Regions from separate parts of the Sus scrofa genome. Here regions 1 and 2 are each linked to region 3. The links are chromatin contacts, called in public HiChIP or PLAC-seq maps. All regions are on one chromosome and are shown on one strand. Each heading gives the region's core, a stretch centred on a gene start, on an enhancer-like site or on the middle of the called end of the contact. The rest is flanking DNA. Distances are from core to core; before and after follow the strand shown.

Region 1 (3,294 bases), core at 392-2,891, 330 kb before region 3:
TGTTTAGGGATCCAGTAGCACAGTCTTCACACCTAAGTGCTAACATTGGCTGGGTTTTTTGTTTTGTTTTATTTTTTGTAATTTTAATTGTCTCCCCTACCAGCCTTTGAGGCCAGGGGTGAGGCCTTAGTCACCTCTGCAGCTGGAGCAGCAGCATACTGTAGATTCTCATAAATCTTTGTGAAATAAATAAAAGAATTTCCCATCCTTCTTTCCTTGGTGTAACTTCCTGAACCAATTTGACTTCCAAATCCTAATACCCTTCAGGCCCTAATCCATCATCTTTGATAAGTCACTTTCAGGCTTTGGTCTCCTCAGATCTAAGACAGAGTGGGAAGAGCCATAGATAGCATTGGCCTCACGTATCTGCTTTGTCCCTTACCTGCTGTGTGACATTAGGAAAATTGTTTAACCTCTCTGAACTTTAGTTTCCACTGAGATGTAGGGGTAATATTAGTGCCTTTGTGTGCATAAGATGTAAGAATTAAAGTATTCAGCATGTACCTGGCATGGACGAGTACCCAGTGTACATTAACTTCTTTGATTTTTTTTTTTTAATATTTTTCTCCTATCTGAATGGAGCTAACCCAGGCCATTTAAAAATGATTAAGACTTTTTGAATACTTACTGTGCCAGGAGCTACCTTGAGGTAGGTATTATTATAAACACTGCATGCTACAGGTGAAGATACTGAAGTTCAGGGAGTCACCCAGTAAGAGGACAGAAGCAGAGTCAGAGCAATCTGGTCACAGAGCTCATGCTTCTCTCCATCTCAGCACACTGCTCTTCTTGTTGCGTTTGGCATTATTTAGCCTCACTACGTTCCCCCTTAACTCTTCCCATGCCCATCCATTGACAATTTTTCTGGGCACCCCAGAGCCCACATCAGTCTGGAGGTAGGCCAGGAGGATTCTGGATCAGCTTAACACACGAATGATCTTTCTCAGCTAAAAGTCCACACGGAACCCTTGTAGCTACTTCTCAGAGAATGTTGTGAAAAGTTCAGTTTCAGAACCCTTGAAGAGCTGTGGCCTCAGACCAGTCATCATCGTGAGTAACAGGCACCCCTCACCTCATGAAAATGCAGCCTGTGGAAAATTGCAGACTTATTTTAAAAAAATCAATGTATGTGTGTAGGATGGATGTTGTGCCCTATGTAAAAATCCCTCACTTTATAAAGTAAGGTGCTTCAGGCTTCCTTTATTTAGCAATCTTTCCTCCGTACTTACAGTGATTTAATTTTTTAAAAATTCCATTTATGTGAAACTTTACAGGGACATAGCTATTAAGCCAAGTATGGTCCTGTGATCTTGCTATTAATGGGAAATTGCTGCAAACTTGGCCTTATCTGACCCTTTCCCTTGCATTGTTCGCTGAAAAATTTTCCTCTGAGGAGGTAATGTTTTGAATCCACTGATAAGAAGAATATCCTTGAAAATCATTCAACTAGCACAATAGAAAAAAGTTAATTTTGCCTGTGCGGGGAGCTCCCATCCACCACTGCCACCTTTTCCCAGCTCTGGAAAATTACAAAGTTTCTACCCCTAGTGTTTCAAAACTTGCAGAGCCTCTGGGAATCAGCAGTGAAGGATCTGGCCACCAGCCAGTAGCAATGGGCAGGAGCTTATGACATTATGGAACTTAGAGGCCAGTGAAGGAAGAAACGGGTCCAAGAGCTGGCCTCCCAAGGCTGGCCTGGGCTGTTCCCAGGCAAGCTGTCCTGGCACTGCATCCAGTGAAGATTAATAGTGTGCTTTTCTGACCAGCCTGCTAGTGCTGGGGCATAAAATCACGGCCCCAAAGGCAGAAAGCAAGGAGAAGGAAGAGCGGGAGGAGGAAGAGTGAGGATGAGAATCCATACGATCTTGGAGTGAAACATGAAGCGTATACTTTCATTACATGTTCAGAAAGTTAAGACCATACTCAAATATAAAACAGAAGCTATGGATTGCCAGGGACTTGAAGCTCCTCAAACATCACCAGCCTGCACTGAAAAAGAATGAGGAACCCAAGCATTGTGTAATGTTTAGAAGTGGCTGCAAGTTTATATTTCAGGAGAACCTGACCTAGTGAAGCCTCCCCTGACTCATGCTTATGGGCTGGAGTTCATGTCCATTGCTGGAAAAGGTTGACATTTCCTTGTAAAGCAACGAAATGTGGATATAAGGCTCAGGGCAGCTCAGACATCCTTGGCAAGCTGTTCTCCACAATCTTGTACCTACTTCTTTTAACAGGATCTGACTAGGGTGAGGCCAGCAGGTGTACTGGATGGAAGATTTAAGGGGGTCCTGGCTCTGAGGGTTGTGCAAGTTCAGGGTCAGCCCTGAGAGTCAGGGCCTCCCTAAGTCTTACTCCCTGGGTGCCTCCCTTTCCTCCCTGCCCTGCCTTTCAAACTCCCCACTCAGAACCCCCCCCAATTCTAAGTCACTTGGTTTGAGATGGGGTGTAGGTAGTTTGAAAAGCCCCTCAGGTGATCCTAACCTGCAGTCAGTGGGGAGAACATTGCTTTAAGGGAACAAGGATTGGTGGCAAATTGAAGGAATCCAACTGAAAGCCAAGAATCAACCTTGACTTTATCCTTTCCTATTATGTTAACTGTAGAAAAAAATTCTTGCCAGCTTCATGTTGGTTCAGTCTTTTCCTTATATTTTAGGTCACCAAGGATTCTGTATAGGATTGCCAGCTAAGGCACGAGACCCCCAGTTAATCAGGATTTCTGATAAACAGCAAATAATTTTTTTAGACTTATCTGAAATTCAAATTCAACTAGGCACTCTGTATTTTTTTGAGCTAAACCTGGTGACCCACATTCTGCAGGACAGGCCAAAATATGTGGACTTGATTGTACAGGGCAGCCTTTCCTGAGTTTGCATTATAGAACACAAGTTGCAATGGTTATAATGTGTATATGTCAAGAAAAACATTTCCATAGTTAAATAAATATAACAAACATTGGGTTAAACCAAGTTAACCCAGATTTTTTGACTGCATAACTTCTCAAATCCTTTAATATCCAAATGCATACTGTGACCCTCAAGTTGGAGACTTGCAGAGTTCCCAAACTTACACAACTGGGCAGGAGCCAGGGGCATCTTATTAGAACTATTGTTCCAGAACTCTTAAAAGTAGAAAACACTGAGAGGTGGGGTGCTACTGGAGGGTTTTAACAGGCAAGTGACAAAGTCAGACTAATGATTGAGATAGATAATGACACTTTTTTTTTTTCCCAGTGAGGCAAATAAGTGTTTATTAAAAGAGAGAAAAGACGTATGGAGAAACACATAGGCAGGCTGT
Region 2 (3,203 bases), core at 499-2,998, 480 kb before region 3:
GCAAAAAGTTTCTCTACCAATTCCAACTTGAATTCATTGACCATATCACTATCCACATCAAAACAATATTCACTGGGACTGTTAGGCTGTAAAAAGAATTAATTACTTTTCCCTAAAGAAGCCTGCATAAATATTTTGCTAGTTGTTAGAATTTGTAAATTTGATCTCAGATGATACACAATAAAGTCTATCTCCTCTATCAAATTTTATCAAACTAGTGATAAACATTTGAGCTTACATGTAAAATTTTGCCAATATATCCATTTCTAATTGTATAACATTATTTATAAAATTAAAAGACTCATTTATCTACTTACTCTAAAGAATAAAACTCACCCAATAATTCACCTAGAATTCTCTAGAATCTAACTGTGCACTGAAAAGCCACACTGCTGTGGTGATCTACCAAAAATTTCACAGCTACTCTGAAAGGCAGGGCAGGCATGGAGGTGGAGACTTAAGTTTTTACTTGTACTCACCTTAATGAATTTAGTACTAGTTTAAAATTTTAACCAAAAAACTATAGCTATACTTTTTTTTTCTTGGAATGACTGCAGCCAAGGCATATGGAAGTTCCCAGGCCAGGGATGAATCTGAGCCATAGCTACAGCAATGCCACATCCTTTAACCTACTGCACTAGGCCAGGGAGCAGACATGCACTCCACAGTGACCCGAGGTGCCGAGATCAGGTTCTTAACCCACTGTGCCACAGTGGGAACTCCCTATAGCCATGTATTCTAAGCATAAACTTTTGCTACCCTCATCTTAACATTTTTGTTAGATTTACATTTGTTGGATGAAAAATGAAATGCATAAAATATTTTTGTGCTAGGCAAACTGAGCAATCAGAGAATAGGATATATTCCCCAGAAGATGAGATGTCAAATCTATTTTTAGCTTGCCAGTTTGAATCAATAAATACTTAATGTAATTTACCAGGTATTAAAGCTTATTTGAGCCTCATTTATCAAGCCATAATAATCAAATCTGAGCTGTCCTATTCATAAGCATGTTTTTAGATACCAGAAAATGTGAAATCAAATCATTTTAGATTTAGAAATAGAGCCCTATGTGATACCTTTAGTCTTGGCCCAGCCTAGCCCTTTAAAGACTACTTTTATTCTGTTTATAGAAAAACTAATATCAAGTCAGCCACCAAATTATTTATTTAAAAAAATTTTTTTTCTTTTCTAGGGCCACACTTGTGGCATATGGAAGGTCGCAGGCTAGAGGTTGAATCGGAGCTGCAGCTGCTGGCCTCCACCACAGCCACAGCAATATGGGATCCGAGCCATGTCTGCGACCTACACCACAGCTTGCAGCAACGCTGGATCCTTAACCCACGGAGCAAGGCCAGGGATCAAACCTGCATTCTCATGGATACTAGTTGGGTTCTTTACTGCTGATCCATGACAGGAACTCCAGAAATTGAGTTAAAAAGTTATTAAGTATTTATTCTGTGTGAGACTAGGTATTTTCATGTTACACTTATGCAGAATTTCAAAACAGTGATGGAAACTGTATTAAATTGAGCAAAGAGCTTAGGGTCCTTTCCCTTTTAAGCTTTGCTAATAATAAGCCCTTTGCCACTGGATAGTTCTCCAACTCAAAGGGTAATATGAATGGGCTTGCAGCGATTGTAGGCACACAGTACTGTTCTCTGTGGATGTCTAAGTTCAAGATGTTTTTTGTCCGACTGAGGTAGATACAAAGAGGAACAACATGTGTGACCTTTTGCCTTATGTTAAGGCAGCTCCTTCCCATGTTCCTATCTTAAGCCAAAAACATGCACTGAGTTCTAAGTTAGCCATAGCTCTTGTAGTAATGTTAAAAATGCTAAAATTTACACAAAACTATGACATGTGCTTCAAATTAAAGTTTTAATAAAATTTAAAAATACACCCCTAAACATTAAAATCTGTAAGTTATCCTTTTCTTATCATGATACCTACCTCAGGTGAACTCTGTCTAGTGCTTCCATCAGAAGGACTAGCTGGCTGATCTTGAATCTGGGGCATGGTAAAAGAAAGTTCCAGGGACTCTGGATTTGGTTCTAACTTTAATGCAACTTCCTGATTGAGTGCAGGGTCAGCACTAGTACTTCTAAGTGGCTTTGGAGTTTCAGAGGCAGGCAATGGAGACATTGCCAAATTTATGTTCTGCATTTTTTCATTGGATGAGGGGAGCATTACATCATTATACAATGGAACTTCCTCAAGTTGTTGATCATCAGTTTCTGTGTCTGTAGGGGAAAAAAAAGTCAGTCAATTTAAAGACTGTCTATATTTTAACATATACAGAAACTAAGATCCCCTCCCCCCCTTTTTAAAGAATGCTTTATATTATATGGAGGTTTCCGGGCTAGGGGTCGAATCGGAGCTGTAGCCGCCAGCCTACACCACAGCCACAGCCACTCAGGATCCAAGCCGTGTCTCTGACCTATGCCACAGCTCATGGCAACACTGGATCCTTAACCCATTGAGCGAGGCCAGGGACTAAACCCGAAACCTCATAGTTCCTAGTCGGATTTGTTTCTGCTGTGCCACGACGGGGACTCCTAAGACCCCCTTTTACAAAAGGTTGAGTTCACTATAACAAAAATGGTAACAAATTTCACTTAATCCAGAAGTCTATGATTTTACAGTATAACCCTAAGTCTGAGTTACCTTTCTACTCCAATGCTGACAACTCCCATTAATACATATAGCATGCACCCCCCTGCAATTCCAACATCTCATACCTTTCATTCTTTAAAATTTAACCAAGCCTGAAATTAGGTTTCTTTTTCAATGTTTGATATTATGGTAAGACTGCTTATTTATCCTTTAATGCAACTATGCCTACTGCAATAGAACTACTGTGAAGAAATACGACAGTAGGATATAGAGTAGTTGAGAAAAATTAAAACTGGGAGAAGAAATACCTTAAGAACACTTTGAAGCACAATTTCCAACAATGTGACAAAAGCAGGAATTCTGAGAAATTACAGGGCAAACACCACAAGGTCCAAATGATTATACCACCAAAAAATATTAAAGTTTAGGCAATTAGCAAAATAACTAAAGACCCACCATTGCTGCCAAAATCTAAAGATATGATTGTGTCTCCAGCAGCTGGGGCCAACAAAGTTAAAGCATCAGGTTCCTTCTTAAGTTTATCAAAGAGGCTACTTGTATCTTCTGATTCAACTTTGGTAAATAGC
Region 3 (3,059 bases), core at 537-3,036:
GGAATGTAAACTGGTACAGCCACTATGGAGAACAGTTTGGAGATACCTTAGAAATCTATACATAGAACTTCCATATGACCCAGCAATCCCACTCTTGGGCATCTATCCGGACAAAACTCTACTTAAAAGAGGCACGAGCACCCGCATGTTCCTTGCAGCACTATTCACAATAGCCAAGACATGGAAACAACCCAAATGTCCATCGACAGATGATTGGATTCGGGAGATGTGGTATATATACACAATGGAATACTACTTAGCCATAAAAAAGAATGACATAATGCCATTTGCAGCAACATGGATGGAACTAGAGAATCTCATCCTGAGTGAAATGAGCCAGAAAGACAAAGACAAATACCATATGATATCCCTTATAACTGGAATCTAATATCCAGCACAAATGAACATCTCCTCAGAAAAGAAAATCATGGACTTGGAGAAGAGACTTGTGGCTGCCTGATGGGAGGGGGAGGGAGTGGGAGGGATCAGGAGCTTGGGCTTATCAGACACAACTTAGAATAGATTTACAAGGAGATCCTGCTGAATAGCATTGAGAACTTTGTCTAGATACTCATGTTGCAACAGAAGAAAGGGTGGGGGAAAAATGTAATTGTAATGTATACATGTAAGGATAACCTGACCCCCTTGCTGTACAGTGGGAAAATAAAAAAAAAAAAAAAAAGATGCTGCTTGGACTTGGAATTGCTGTAGCTGTGGCATAGCCTGAAGCTTCAGCTAATTCGACCTATAGCCTGGGAACTCCCATATGCCACGGGTGCAGCCCTTAAAAAGCAAAAAAAAAAAAAAAAAAAGACAGAAAAAACTTACATATGGAAAGACCTTTCTAAATCACTTTCACTTTCTAAAAGGTCAGATAGTATTCAAACTATATGAAAAAAAATGTGCTTTATCCTTTGAAACATTTACTTTAAACATTTACTTTCTAACAATGGATAAATATATATGACCACACAGTGTTATATCAAATAATGCAGCTTGTTAAATTCTGCAGCTGTGAGCTGCAGTGCTCTAGTTTGATTTCAGGCTAGATGAGGTGCACTTAGGAATAGCACCTGTGGTATAATATAACACACAGTGAATAACATTTAGCAAGAGATCTTATAAAACTGAAGAAATCTCTAAATTAGGATCAGGAGGATGGAAGGAAAGTAACTTAGCAGTTAGAGACCTATGATCGAGAAAAGCAAGAAAGAAGGCTCTCGTTTGTAGAGAACTGAGCAAGGCTTTGCTTATCTCAAGAAAACTGTCAGGGAGATGAGAAAGTAAGACTGAATACCTGAAAGGCAAATGGTGACAAAGCTTCTGCCAGGTTTGGGGCCGAGAATGCTCTGGTTTGAAGCAGAGTAGATGGGAGGTTTGGATAACAAACCGCCCTTTTACTCAGAGATGTTTGCATATGGAAACAGGCCCACGTGACGTGGTTTTAGTAAATGTCAAATGGCAGCTAGCATCCCTAATTAAAATAATCAAAAATGTGTTTCCTCTCAAGCTGTCTCTGTATTATAGGGGATAAGAGGTCATGATTGGAGCCAAACTGCCAAGGCCTAAATTCTGGCTCCTCCACTCATCCCTGGATAAGTTACCAACCCTCTCAGTACCTTAGTCTCTATCTCTAAAATGGGAATAACACCTGATTGCACCAGTCTCAAAGGATTCTTTTGAGGATTGAGTTAATGCATGTAAACTGCTTACAACCCTGTCTGCCCCACAGTATATGCTTGAGCAATATTACCACATGGTATGACTATGGAACAGATAATCAACTTCCTTCCTCTGAAGGAAGTGAGCACACAGAGTGGCTGGTGGAGAGAAACAGGAGTGAACGCACACATCCCTCACACACACACTGGAAACTCTAACAGCCTCACTCAGACATCGTGGGACCTAACACCCTTTAATGAGTGCATGAGTCGTTTTCCCCAAGCAAAGGTTTGTGGTTTTAAACCTCAGAGTTCTGAGTAAAATAAATTAAAAAAAAAAAAACTAAAATTGAAGGTAATAACCATAAAAACAAAACAAGGCCTAAACTCCCAAATCAGGAGAAAACTTATTCTATCTTCACACTTGGCTGCATAATTTTGGAAGCAGGAAAATCTGTTCCTTCCAGACTCTATGGAATACCTAATGCGGACACTGGCCTGACCTGAAGAGTGCAAAGTCTAATGAAGACGGCTTTGCATGACTTCCATACAACACAGTACTCTGACTGAGGTTTGTGCCGGTGCCATGGCAGTCGTTGGCAGAAAGGACTCGCTCCTGCCTGAGTGAGCTGGGAAGACAACGGACCTGGGTTATAGAGTGAATGGAAATGAGCGGTGTAGACCAAGTGTTCATTTATTCATTCCAACGATATTTATTGAGGACCTACTATGTTCTAAGAACTGTGCTGGATCGTGGAGATAGGATGTAGAGGAAAGTAGAGCTGATTGTACAGTCCGAGGGTGCACTAACAGAAAATTACCATATGGTGTGATAAGGGCTGTGATAGGGAGGGAACTTATCTGATATGCAGAAGCAAGGGGAGCGTTCCCTTCCCAGAGGCAGAGGCATCTAAGCTGGTAATTATGCAGGAGAGGTAGGTGGAGAGCACAGCACTGCAGAGGGGACAGTGCTGCAGAGGTGGGAGGCTGATACACTGACAGGTGTGTCTAAGGACAGACTACAGAGTTTGAGACGGAGGAGATAAAGCCAGAGAGGTGGGAAGAGCCCAGGGCCTTATGTTCACGTTGAGTTTGGATCTGTCTTGAGGGAGATGAGAGGCTATTGAAGGTTTCCAGCAGGATCTAAACAAGGTGACATCCCATTATGTGAGGATCAGTCTGGCTAAAACGTAAAAAAATGGGTTCAGAGGGACCAAGACTAGGAGAAGGTAACAATCATCATCCAACTGAGAGATGATCCAGCCTATGTCCAGGGTAGCGGCAGAATGCACATTAAGGGGAAGGAGTTCCCTGGAGGCTCAGTGGACTAAGGACCTGGCACTGTCATTGCTATGGTGAGGGTTTGATCCCGCACCTGGGAACTTATGCAAGCTGAAG

Evidence for each region. HiChIP or PLAC-seq counts read pairs in DNA pulled down with a chosen protein or histone mark.
Region 1: an H3K27ac HiChIP or PLAC-seq map of alveolar macrophages shows a contact between it and region 3. The contact joins two enhancer-like sites. A contact is called at or near these places in 1 of 47 Hi-C or Micro-C datasets (retroperitoneal adipose tissue) and 1 of 2 datasets of contacts at active chromatin or transcription factors (alveolar macrophages).
Region 2: an H3K27ac HiChIP or PLAC-seq map of alveolar macrophages shows a contact between it and region 3. The contact joins two enhancer-like sites. A contact is called at or near these places in 9 of 47 Hi-C or Micro-C datasets (alveolar macrophages, embryonic fibroblasts, epiblast stem cells and 5 more) and 2 of 2 datasets of contacts at active chromatin or transcription factors (alveolar macrophages and skeletal muscle).

The regions. Positions count from the first base shown.
Region 1 is chr1:190,513,573-190,516,866 of Sscrofa11.1, reverse strand. No RefSeq gene overlaps it. Among named protein-coding and RNA genes, the nearest start is that of HIF1A, 110 kb to the left of the region's middle. Within about 2 kb of position 1,641, at least 32 of the 83 cell types and tissues checked have an H3K27ac peak or open chromatin away from gene starts, as enhancers often do. A contact at or near this core is called in alveolar macrophages, where this site is marked.
Region 2 is chr1:190,665,291-190,668,493 of Sscrofa11.1, reverse strand. It overlaps HIF1A (hypoxia inducible factor 1, alpha subunit (basic helix-loop-helix transcription factor)), which reads right to left. Exons shown (of 15, transcript NM_001123124.1): 9 at 3,073-3,203; 10 at 1,954-2,243; 11 at 1-86. Among named protein-coding and RNA genes, the nearest start is that of SNAPC1, 11 kb to the left of the region's middle. Within about 2 kb of position 1,748, at least 4 of the 83 cell types and tissues checked have an H3K27ac peak or open chromatin away from gene starts, as enhancers often do. A contact at or near this core is called in alveolar macrophages, where this site is marked.
Region 3 is chr1:190,186,153-190,189,211 of Sscrofa11.1, reverse strand. No RefSeq gene overlaps it. Among named protein-coding and RNA genes, the nearest start is that of TMEM30B, 16 kb to the right of the region's middle. Within about 2 kb of position 1,786, at least 8 of the 83 cell types and tissues checked have an H3K27ac peak or open chromatin away from gene starts, as enhancers often do. A contact at or near this core is called in alveolar macrophages, where this site is marked.